2 separate regions of the Triticum aestivum genome follow, and region 2 is linked to region 1. Evidence: chromatin contacts called from public Hi-C data. All regions are on one chromosome and are shown on one strand. Each heading gives the region's core, a stretch centred on a gene start, on an enhancer-like site or on the middle of the called end of the contact. The rest is flanking DNA. Distances are from core to core; before and after follow the strand shown. Region 1 holds the start of LOC123071585. Region 2 has its middle 4.6 kb from the start of LOC123066010.

What was found. A called contact is a pair of places that touch in the nucleus more often than the background predicts.
Region 2: a Hi-C map of leaf shows a contact between it and region 1, with 4 times the contacts expected there. The contact joins the enhancer-like site here to the promoter of LOC123071585 in region 1. A contact is called at or near these places in 2 of 5 Hi-C or Micro-C datasets (both in leaf).

Annotation. Positions count from the first base shown.
Region 1 is chr3B:667,686,221-667,692,772 of IWGSC CS RefSeq v2.1, reverse strand. LOC123071585 reads left to right here and starts at 4,276. Exons shown (of 9, transcript XM_044495161.1): 1 at 4,276-4,544; 2 at 5,682-5,800. The coding sequence starts at 4,402.
Region 2 is chr3B:668,092,909-668,099,460 of IWGSC CS RefSeq v2.1, reverse strand. No RefSeq gene overlaps it. Among protein-coding and RNA genes, the nearest start is that of LOC123066010, 4.6 kb to the left of the region's middle. Within about 2 kb of position 2,395, at least 6 of the 8 cell types and tissues checked have an H3K27ac peak or open chromatin away from gene starts, as enhancers often do. A contact at or near this core is called in leaf, where this site is marked.

The DNA.
Region 1 (6,552 bases), core at 3,027-5,526:
GGATTCGCCTAGCCATGGATTGTGTCTGTATGGTTGTGGGGAAGAAAAACCTTTTTATTTTAGGAACTGTCATTAATATGTTTAGCATGGAAGATATTGAAATCCTTTGTTGTGATGTTGACAGGAAAAGCACACCACTCAAATTGTATTCATCTCTGTTTTAGCTTTGAGCTCTGGCACCTCTGCAAATATCTACTTCCTTCAGCGAAGGTTCATTCTTTTACTTTCATGTTATTTACTTCTATTTTTGAGTCATCACCTTCTCATTCAAGCACCAACCTCGAGAGCGCTATTGTCATTCTTAGTTTAACATGCATTGAGCCTAGTTAATGTTGGATGTGAGCATGACTGGATCACTTCTACCCTGAATTACAATATTTAGTCGCTGATTGAACCTCGGAGGTGCTCTGCATTTATATTTTGCGGTCTCAGAAAGGGCTAGCGAGATACCATTCTATTATATTTTATCATGATTGTTTTGACAAAGTGTTGGCATGAGTAAATGTGAGTTCTAAGTGTTATCATTTATGTGGTTAGTTCATGATTTTACTGAAAACTTGGTTACTAATTAAGCTTATATACAATAATAGAAACAAAACAACTTGTAAACGTTTTTTTGTCACTTTCAGTTTATCAACTGAATTGCTTGAGGACAAGCAATGAGTTAAGCTCGGAGGAGTTGATACGTTTCCAATGTATCTACTTTTTTAAACACTTTTGCTCTTGTTTTGGACTCTAATTTGCATGATTGAAATGAAACTAACCTGGACTAAAGATGTTTCCAACACAACTACCTTGGTGTTGTTTTTTGTGCAAAAATAAAAGTTCTCAAAATTGGACGAAACTTGATGGAGATTTTTTATTGGATATATAAAAAATACCAGAGCAAACACCAACTAGAGGTGGGCCACCAGCTGCCCACAAGGCAGTGGGTGCGACATGCTTCCTTGTGGGGCCCACGTGCGGCCATCTGACCTAATTCCGATCTTATAAGTTTCGTCTTCTAGAGAAAAAAATAAAGACAAAAGTTTCATCCAGTTTTAAGATACGGAGCCACCACCTCTTATTCTTCATCGGGAGGCCTGATCTGGAGTCCGTTCGGGGCTCCGGAGGGGGCAATTTGTCTCCATCATCATCAACATGATCGATGTCATCCAAATATCCATCACTACTCCATGTATGTGCTTTGCTCATATTGTTTTTGTTAAGTTACTACTGTTGTTGCTACTATTCCAACTACTACAAAACTGCTACTATCATTGTTACAATCACTATTGCTACTGTTACTGCTACTATCAAACTGTCATATTATTGTGCTACTAATACTTTGCTACAGAGAAATAACTTCTCAAGCGTGTTTGAACTAGTAACTCAACTGCTAAGGCTTATAAATATTCTTTGGCTCTCCTTGTGTCGAATCAATAAATTTGGTTGAAATACTACCCTCGAAGACCGTTGCAATCCCCTATACTTGTGTGTCATCACTTGCTCACTATATTATTGCTTTCATCATATTGCTAGAACTTGACTCACCTTGCAATTGTTAGGATCGCATTTATATTCTACACTTGCGTAAAATTGCTAATAAGTAATTAAAATTTACAATTGTGCCTATTCACCACCCCCTCGAGGCCGATCTCGATCCTTCAGTTCGGTCCTCGTGATCTTAATGTCTTTCCATCACCACCGCAGGTGTGGAATGAGAATTAGGATGATTGAGTTGTCTCAACATACCGCTACTTGAGAGACAATGTTACAAAAGGGACCATCCACCACTATAGGTACTAACTTAGCTGCATGTGCGGCAACAAAATTTTCTGGTTTCCTATCAATCATATTCCTCACATAACATACAAGTTCAGGTCTTTCAATCTACAAAGAAACGAAAAATTATAGTACACTTGATTAGTTATATCAACATTTAATGTGAACAACTAATCCAACAATGCACTACATACCGTGCATCCATCATAAGTCATAAGATTTATCTAGCGCTTACCATAGTCTACAATCCCAGGCAGTTTGATGTGTCTATTCAGTACAATTTGTACATGATTATCAAGGTAGAACATCTGCATACATAGTGTATATAAGTATAGAATCATGAAACATTTCTTATGATAATTGAGATCCACATGATAACATACTTGTAGAAAGAAGTGGCAGCCATACAAGTATATGATATGACTATTCGACTGAATTTGTTGTTGTGCTTTTGTAATAGCATTGAGTAAATAATTCATTGCATACTCACACCACATATATTCTCCTATGTAATCAGTCCTACACAGGGCTCCCCAATAATCAACAATGATGTAATCATGTTTAGAGAAAGGTGTTCCCAAATGACCCATAATAAATATAACACATGCTGCCTTAAAGCATGCCCTTTCAGCTTCACTTGATAACTCTGTTATATATCTGCCAAAGAAATATGCTGGCTTCAAGCTATGAGAATAATTTCAAATCATACCTGGAAGCATCACTTGCCTGGCCATCAATATTATCATAAATATCTCTAGGTCCAAAAGAAATCCCAAATACTTTGTGCATATTTCTGGTATAGAATTTGAGTTTCCTATCTAGAGACATCTTAGTGCGCTGATCCTTACATCTATTGCACTTACAAGAAATGTACTAAGTTTAATATAAACCTTTTTAATTGCAAGTAAGTTCAACAAACCATCAAATTTGATTTACCAGAGCATAATTTTTTTGTACCCCGTAAATCCATTCAGAACAGCACGAACACGATCTACCTTCAATCTAGATTCAGAGTTACCGCTTGAGTCATCTCCTTCAGTGTAATAATATCTTAAATATCTATCACATTTCGATGTCATACTTGCTAAATAACTTGACTTAGACGACATATTTTATCACAAAAACATAAAACAAGTCAATATACCATACAAATGCATGTATGTATATATCATATAAATATTTATGAACAATTCAAGCATTAACTTTAAATCATCAGAACACATAACATTCATAAATAATCTAATACAACAAGTAATACAATAAACTTTGTAAATTTAATGAACTGGTTCTCAACATAACGAGTAGCATCTCACAAATCAACATTATATGTTACAACAATAACATTAAAAAATATGTACTGATACAAGTAACTTAATAAATACAGTACATTTTTTAATATTAAAAAAATATTTGTTAGATGTCAAGTACTTTTTTTAATATTCACAGTTGTATTTTTTATGTTGTCATGTTCGGGCAAGTTCTGCATATAGTTGCTAGGTATTCAATCTCTCTTTTTCCGAGTTAACTTATGCACTGGTATGGTAACTATGGTATTGATCTATCAAATTCTGAGGACCATATTTATCTTGGTACTCATACTAAAATGGTTGTATGCATCCCTGGTTGGTGCAGAGGCCGGAAAGTGAAAATCTCTCCCATTTGTCTCATCCCCTCGCGTCGCCCCCGCGGGCGACCCGAGGGAGAAAACCCTAGCCGCCGCCCCTCGAGTCTCACCCTCCTCTCCCCCAAGCGGTTGGACCGGCCCATCTGGGCTCCCCCCGACGTGAGGCTTCCCCCCGTGCTCACTTAAAGCGAGACATAAGGGTGTCCTAAGGCGCCAACAAGGAGCTCTCTTGGCCAGCGCCCCACATGAGGTCCCCACTCAACCGACACCTTTTTTTGGAGTCTAAATACACTCCACTTTATTGATTATAAAAGTTCATAAAAATGCAATGTAGATCCGGCGGATTAAGGAGCCACACATGGCATCTTAAAGAAAGGCCTAGAGTATGTTTAGCGAGGCTATATGTCTTAAGATTAGTTTCTCTTCTTTTAAAGGTGAAGGAACTGCGAGAGAACTGCAGAGATGTAAGACTGATGTCCTTAATAATGCTAGAGTGTAGCCATATTTTTATGGATATGTTTGATCACACCTTGACAGTCTGAAGCTATTTGTATGTCCTCAAGTGATAAGTCAAGAGCAAGTGAGAACACTTTAGGTCAGTCACACCTTGACATTTTATCGCCGAAAAGGCTAGATATTTCCCAGTTTTTTTTTTGAGCAAAAGATATTCCCCAGTTTAATCCCTGCAAAACTAAGGCGCACTCCCGGCCGGCATCACACGGCCCGTATAGTAAGTTTTTTTTTAGGGGACTTTAGCCAAGGTCATTACACGGGCATCACACGGCCCGTGTAGTAAGTGTGCCGTGGCACACTTTAGCCCAGGTCGGGCCGTGCCAGCCCATCTGCCCAGGTCTGACTCCATGACAGGCCCAAAGGGGAGCGGTAGAAGCGTCTAGCACTCTCCACTGACTCCGTGGGCGTTCGTCAAGCCGGGCACGGAACGCGCTGCCGCTGCCGCGATCCGAGCGAGCTCCACAAGCCGACGCCGGCGGCGAGGAGGAAGGACGGCTCCGATGGACGCGTCGGGGGAGATGCAGTGCGTGGGGCGGCTGGAGATCGCCGCGCCGCCGCCTGCGCGCTACCTCCGCGTGGGCTCCCTCCCGGTCCCCACCGACGACTCCGCCTACCTCCCCGCCCTCCTCCCCTCCGCTTCCCCGTGAGCTCCCCCTCCTCTCGATTCTCCGCGCCCCTGCGCTTGTTCGATCGAAGTGGCGCGTGCACAAGTCTAGGTGCCTCTAGCTGATGCTTCGTGCGATTTGATGGGCTCTGATGCAGGCTCCTGATCGAATCCATCGGGAGGCTGTTCAATCCGAATCACCCGAGCGATTATGTTGCTTAGGGCTTGCGTGTTGAGTGCGGTTGTGGGATGTCGAGGGCTGTGCTGGCGAATTTGAGGTAGAATGCGATTGGGGGAGAGCACTATCTGCTTTGCTTGTGCAGTTAGAATTGTTCCTGATTGTGATTCGTTTGTGAGGGCTTAAGACGGTACTTGTATAGTAGATCCTGGAGATGAAATGTGAATCCCTTCTTCAGTTACTGGGTTGTTATGATATTATTTTGGGGGAGAGTGGCTATGGCGAATGATCAACCGGCGTGCTTGCTGCTTGCAGCAAAGATCGGTCTAGCGAATGGTGAACGCACTGTATCTCATTGTAGCGGTTACAACTTACAAACTAGCAGAACATAGATTTTGTGTTGGAACCTACAACCTAGAGTGGTGGGGGACACTATCTCCACCCTTTCTCTTTTCATTTGGACAGCATCAACTAACGAGTATGTAGTCACAATCATGCTGGGAAGTGTAAAGTGACGCGTAACTGTTACCGAATGAAATTTCTTGTAGTCCGCAAATGTCCGAGTAGAGCCTGGAGATGAAATGTCAATCGCTTCTTTCGGTTAGTGGTTTGTTATGGTATATTTGGGGGCAGAGTGACTATGGTGAAGTGATTACGGGCGGGCTTGCTGCTTTTAGCAACGACTGGTCCAGTGATCGTGAATGCACCGTATATCAATGGAGCGGTTACAACTTGCAAACCTGCAGAATATAGATATTTTTGCTGGAACATAGAATGGTGGTGGACACTATTTCCACACACACACGCCGCACGTGCTCTCTCTCTCTTTTTTTTTTTGCATTCAGACAGCATCAGCTAAGGAGTATGTAGGCAAAATCATGTTGGGAAGTGTAAAGTGACACATTACTGCTATCAAATGAGATTTCCCCTTGTCTGCAAATGTCTGAGTAAGGAGAACCACTAGTTTAATCTTGCTCTTATTGTCACAAATATTGTAGGACTGGGACTGGAGCTCCAAGGTATCAAATGCTGCCACTGGAGACTGACCTCAACACACTCCCCGTGATTCCAAACCTCCCGGAGAAGGTTTTCCCAACGGATGCGAAGAGTACTGAAGGTGACCTCTGTCGAGCCTTCGTTGTTATAGTTTGATCATCAAATAAAGATTCTAGGCTTCTTGGCGGTTTGTAGTATAAGGCAGCATTACTGATGGTAAAAACATGCGTGCACTATTAAAATTATAACTGTTTTAGCATGTGGTAAGCATATGTGAGTCAAAACTGTCACTATTGGATGCCTTTTACATGTATCCAAGTGATTTCTCAGCCACACCCTATATAATTAAATGATGTTTGGTATTTACAGTTGATGGATGGTACCTGTGAAAACTCTAGGTAACATGACCTGGTGAATTATTATTCAAGCATATTTGGTCGGTAGCAATAAATACAACCCCCCCCCCCCCCCCCCCCCCCCACCCGGTACATTGTTAAACTTGTATATGCTTCTTCTTGTGAGTATTACCCTTGTAAATCTGAGGTAAGAAGTGAGGCTGTGAGAGAGTGAAAATACCAGCTTTGGGGTTTGCTATTTCATGTTCATGATACCTTTCTATCTCATCCGATGAGCTTTTGCTGCAGTGGTACATGCAGCAGCAAAACCTTTCAAATAACGGGAATCAGTCTGTTTGAGATACCAGTGCTGTAGTGTAACTGTGTAAAGCACAGGAGGTGAAACTGTAGTAGTCCATGGCGCACAGCAGGAAACATAAATTAGTAATCCAGGAGGAGAGTTAGGCATATTAGGAAAGAGTCCACAAGAAGATTATGCAAGCTAGAGATATAGAAATAGCTAAGAATTTGTATCATG
Region 2 (6,552 bases), core at 1,146-3,645, 410 kb before region 1:
CCCATTTGCTTGCCCGTTACACTCACTCAACCGCCTGCGCGAATGGTCTGCGGTTGTACTATACACCAACACCGACGGTGATGAGAGATCGGTACTGTATGTGTACTGGTAGCTTAGCCGTGTTAATCTAATTCTACTGTTTGGAAGCCAACCGTTACCGCTCCACACGGGTGGATTTATTATGTCGATAGACGCATCGTCTCGATCGATCATCGATGATGCCGACCGCGACGAAACAAAAGTTTTACCCAGCGTTTTGTTGCTGTTGCGCCTGTGGAAGGATGGCGTACGTATATCGGCAGAGGCGAGTGGCCCATGTAAATTTTATTATAGTTGAGGTGTTTTGTATTTCCGATGAATTTTTATAGTAGATCTGACAATTTCCGTCCAAGAAAAAAGAGAGGGGCTGGAACAAGTGGGGTAGACGAGAGGCGATACCGCATGCGCAACTAGGCTAAGCCACCATGCATACGAATCGACGTCAAGAAGAAACCCAATATCTTTGGGCGCGCAGGCCTGCCTGCCTGCCTGCCTGCGCGTGCGACGTAGCGTAACAAGTTGTGGTGGTGCATGCCTCGATCGAGCCAGTCGTCGGTACCCAGAGTGGACAAATTATGGAGCGAGATCGACCCTGTCACGAGTCAAGATGCGGGGCACTGTACGTGCACCCAAGCACTAGGCGTGCCGGCGCAAGTGGCAGCATGTGTGCGTTCGCCCGATCGGTGTTTGCAGCACAAGTCAGCGCGTGCGCTAGCCACCGCCGGAGCGCGGCGGGCGTGATCGACGGATGCATGGTGCGCGCGGCGTCTCAAGCCTCAGCAACAGCGAAACGAGCGGTCCAAGTCATGGCTGGATCCTGGGACGCGCTGCCTTTTAGTACTTGCGGGTTAGATGCGTCCCACGGCGCACCTTCACCGTCTTTCTGCTCACTGCTCTTAGTTGCCGTCGTCTCTCTCTATCCTGCCATCAGCGAGGGATCGTTGTCGGCCCCGCGGAACCGGCACGAAACCGCGAAATTTTCACCGCGTACGCAGGGGAAAACGAAGTTACGTACGGTGGTGCGGTGCTCCGTCCTAGTACTAGCCGGCTACTGCCTAGGTCAGAAGCAACAGTAACGATGTTGGCCAGAACCAGAAATCCACAGCAAGCTTCGGTTTGTGAATTGTGGTTGGTTTAAAATGAGTGAAACACCGGCCGGATATATCTTTTGTGTCGTTTAGGGTTTCTGTCGCGTTCACGAAGAAGAGGCGATGGTGGCTTCTTAAAGGTGAGATAAGGTTCTCTCTCTGTTTCGGTCGTGCGCCTAGCGTTATCGTAGGGCATGTGCAGGTGTGTTGGCGGATCCCACATGATTCGGTCGGTGCTGGTCTTCGGTGAATCTGCTTCGATTCGGTCTTTATTCGTCTTCATACGTGTGTCTACAAGTTAGATCATTTTGATTTGTAAATCTCTTCATCGATGATTGTTGCTGTTCCGGTGCGCTGGTCCTGTGGGGTCGTAGCACGGCAACTTACTGATTGTCTTCCGCTAAGTTCGGCCCGGCTCCAGTGAGGAAAGGTTGATGACGGGCGGCGCGCTTTCACGACTCGTTCCAGGGCATGTAGTCATTGTTAGGTGGTCTATAGACATAGATGTAATTTTTATCATTTCTATGTTCTTTGTACTGCCATGGCATTGATGAATAGATCAGAAGTTTCCTTGAATAATAATAATAATAATAGTAATAGTAGTAATAATAATAATCATAATCATAATAATAATAAGTCAAAAATTCTAAAAATATTTTTGAAATAAGCTTGACTTATCATTGTACTTGTAAATTCCACAAGAAAGACCATTGACCTCAAAAAAATCCCTGGCATCAAGGGTGGTTTTCTATTCACGGCAATTTATATACTGATGCAAATGAAAGTTAAGTTTATTAAAAAAAAACTTCTACAGTAATATTTTCATCATTTTTCCTCATATTGGGTGTAGATACACCTAAGGACCAAAGGGCATTTCCCCCGGATTTACCATACCCCTCCCTCAACACAAGCTCCTTTTTTCTCTTTATTTATTTATTAAGTAACTCGATGGCCGTCGGCTGATCGGTCTCGGTGCTTCGAGTCCCGGCCGTACATGCCTCCGTCCCGACGAACGAACCAACCGACGCACTATCATGCATCGGATCCGGATCCAGCTCCAACGGGTCGGCGGTAGCTCTCAGCCAAGTGCAATCCAAAAGGACGCAATGATGCCCGCCGCGAACCACCGGCCTCCGGGGCACGCTGTGCGCCACTGTGCATTCCAATCCAAGTGCATCCATCTCCATCCCCTCCCTCCCGTAGGCCCGTGCAGATGCAGCAGCGCAGGCGCGTCGTCCTCCCCTCCCCCACGGGGCCACAAGTGACAAGTCCCATGCAATGCAAGTGCAGCCCGGCCGTTCCGTCCAGCTACGATATATAGCCTGGTAGCTAGGTAGGTGGCCGCGCGGGTTGGTACGGGGTCAAACCACGCCCCACGCCCAGCGCTGGCTAGCTGGCTGGATCACTGTGCGCGGACGGCAATCGCTCCTACTGCACGGGTCGGCAGCCCGCCACCGTGCAGTGTGTTCTGTGTGCTCTGGGCCGCTGCCACTTGCCGCCGAGACGTGGGTTCGTCTCTCTCTCGGATGCCACGGAGGAGCCGGGAGGGTTCCGCGGCCTCGGCTCGGCGGGCTGGCCGCCGTGCACGGAGCGCCATTGATGGAGCTGTTGCACGGAGGCACGATCATGTATGAGTAGATCGCATTCTAATCTGCGGTCCTGCCGCGAAATCAATGCAGGCGACGGCTGAACCTACCTTCCCGGAGCTCGAGATGGAACACATGGGTTGGAGTACGCGGTGTTGGAAGTTGGATGGCGTAATTGGCAGGTAGGCACGGGTCTTAATCTGTGGTGCTATGCGCGAAAAGTCCACGGAGGGTGGCAGTAGTAATGGCGATACCTCATACGCCACTAACACTTCATATACGTACATCTATACCTTTTGTTTTGTTTCACAAGTCCCCTTCGTCAGTGTTGGGTAACTGCGGCTGACAGCTGAGCTTTTCGCCCTGTGGATTTTCTTCGTCGAGCTCCTTCGTTCGTAGTACTAGTATACCTGCAGCGATAAACAACAGGAGACGTCTAGTTTACTTCGCTTTGTTCCCTGTTAGCCGGTCCAATGCATGGGTGATACGATGGTCATGGCAGGGCGGAACACTGTGGCCAAGTCAATATACGACAGCACTGTACACTGCATGCTAGCGTAGGCTGGTGGCGGTGGGCGTGGCGCCTGCTCCGTGTCGACCCGGTAGACAAAGCTTTTCCTCTTCTTCTTCCTCTTCCTCTTTGAACAGTGCAGCGCAGGCTAGCTAGCCATTAAGGACCAAGGGCCTAGTAGTGTGTGGCTAGCTGTCAGTGCCTGAGTGGCAATGTGGTTTACCTAACTGTACATCCATTACTTCGGTGGCCACAGTGTCTGCAAGCAAATTAATAAGCTCAACAGCAGTAACTAATTCATGCGTGCACGATACTACAATCACAGTAATTATTTGTCCCTTGACCCTGCAAGGGACAGGTTACTGAAGCCGTAACCACAACCAGGTTGGATGCATTTCTTTCCAAGCTGCGCAGAGTCCTCGTAGTTCCTCATGTAATCGCAACCCGGATTCTCAAGCTCGCAATGCACCACGCTAAGGCTGGTCATAGTAGGGAGTAACTTAGATTAGTAACATGCATATGTTACTGGTAGTTTATATTACTACCTCTATAGTGCATAGTACTACTATCTTAGATTAGTATCATGGATGGTCTCATTTATTGCCATGCATGATACATAGTAGCATCACATTTATTATGTTACGGTATCTACCTATGTTACTATAACAATCTCGCTCTTCCTTAATTGTCTGCCACATAAGCATGTTTGCGAGTCCCAAGTGCATGATACTACTTATGTTACCCCCACTATGGCCAGCCTAAGCATGACGATACAGTTGTTGGGGTTGGGACACCACCAAACTCTCTTAATACTATAGGCTGGACTATCCCCTAACCACATTACATTTATAAGCACTCACTGGAATTAGTATCAATTATAGCGAATGGCAAGTCGCAACCGCACCATCTCTCCTGTCTCTGTCTACTTGCCAAATGTACATACACGGAGCCGCTACCCTACATTCTATGGAGTTATACGGCATTACGGCCTACCGAACCGTGGCTGCATATGGCAGCCCCCCTTTGTTTATGATCGCTGATCGGCAGCGCAGCCCGCCCGAACCTACCTACCTGATGGCGCCATCACAACCGGCCGCTTCAGGAACCATCTGCGACTAGTTAATCTGGCTTCGCCCAATAGAGACTACCGTGTTGTTAATTAGCAGAGGCTGCAAGTGCCCTCAAGTCTCAAGTCTTAACTGAATAATATAGGGCACACAGACACAGTGCATTGCACGTTTGGCGTCTGCCGTGTTCATGCATTGGCACCTGCTGAAGATGGCATCAGATGTTTACTCCCGGAGAATCTATGTATTCTGCACCGGTGACGCGTCGGCGAAATCGTTTCCTGTACTGGAAGTTTTTGGATGAAAATCATTGGCGGTGGTTGCTTGTTGGTGTGCTTGTGGCTATAGTATAGTGTATCATTGGGTTGGTTGTTGCAGGTAGAGCTGTAGAGCAGCCGTATGTGTGCAGGACGTGTGATGGCTCATCTCTACCGGATTAATCAGATGCTAGCTACCTACTTTAGAAAAATGCAGAGATATCAGTGTCCTGTAGATGTCGAGATAAGAATCTCACGTATTTGATATCACCAACTGGATTGCAGGACGTGTGCTTAGGATCCTGGAAGAATATACGTACGTAGTAAATTTTGCTTAGTTTAAGCAGAAATCGAGAAGAGCCAGAGATCCTACCTACCCCCCCTCCAAGTTGTACAGAACAGAAACGGGAGACCGGGGACTCACTCACCCCAGTCAGTCAGTATCGGAGTAACCTTCTCTGGCACCGTCTTTGTCTTCATGTCAGGAGCAACTGAACAAGTCCTCACCGACTCTTCTACGTTCAACAAGTGGTGCTCAAGAATCTCTCATTCCCATCTGAAACCGTACTGCTTGTCCTACTCGACCATGGCTTTCGTTCTAGTATCAGAGAGTTAGGTTAAGATTTTCCAAGGAAGAGATAACAGTCAGAGCTAGCCTAACACGACTGACCCTTTCAGAGAAGCTCTCCGAAACAGCTGGAGATTATGCATGAGCCACGAGTCAAATCATGCTGTTCCGTTTGGTCTGTTTTCTGCAGTCCTCCGCATCCCTTCTTCGCTCTTCTCTAAGCATGCACTTGATATGTTCGCCGTCGCTCGATATTGCCTGCATGGATACTGTACAGGTCAGTCTGGACTCTGGTACCTCTAAATTGCTTGCTTTAGATACGTGAAGTGTTAAATATCGTGCTCTCACACTGTCACGTCCTGAAGAGTTACATCAAGTTTTTTTTTGCGGGGTACATCAGTTTTTATTGTTGTATGGCTCGCCCTTTTTTTGAAACCTGTACCAATGTCTATATGTACAAAAACTCAAAAAAAAAAACAGTCTCTAAATTAGCCAGTACCAGCTCTAGGAAACATAATAACAATATATTATAAATGAGTATCAATCCAGGACTGTAACTTTTGGGCCTTGACTGCTTTCGCTCTGTAAATTGTTGTCTTGAGAGTTTCTTTCAAATAGTGTAGCCAACTCATGGTACGTGGGGCCGCATTTCGGAAGATCTTATTATTTCTTACCGACCATGTACCGCAATGATGATATCGAGAGCCAAATCAGGGGATAAATCGCCAAGGCGAATGAAGATCTCATCATAGCTAGTGATGCCCCTGACTCTGTTAGGCAGGATCTTATCCCAACAATCAGTAGCAAAATTGCAATCCTAGAATATGTGTAAAAGTGTTTCTTCTGTTTGATCCTAGCAGAGGGCACAATGGAAGTAGTTCTGTAGGTACATAGATCTTCTAAGCAAGAGATTTCTGGTATTGATTCTATCATGTAGTAGCAACCAGAAGAAGAATTTGTATCTCAGCCGGGCTGCACACTTCCATAGTAATTGGAAGATTCTATCATAGTAACCCTTGTTCCTGAGGGTTTTTCTCTGTTGAAGTTCAGAAATAGTGAAGTAGCCATTTTATTTTTGTTTTAGTAAAGGGCATCCTTTTCTAGGCCTACCGAAACGGGAATTTCCCATTATCCTATTTGGCGCTTAAGCGTCAAATAGTTTGATTGGGATGAAATGCGCACAACCCTAGTGAGCATGTACCTTGCTAAGGGACTGGCTCATGAAAGGGTCACGATGCTTAGAGTTCCAGTTTTAGAAAGTTTCTAGAGAGTTCTTTGGTTCAGTTTTTACTTTGTTTCTCATTTTTTCTACTTTATTTTACCTAAATTTCATCGCCTTTTTAAATTTCATAACTGTACAGGTCAGTCTGGACTCTGGTACCTCTAAATTGCTTGCTTTAGATACGTGAAGTGTTAAATATCGTGCTCTCACACTG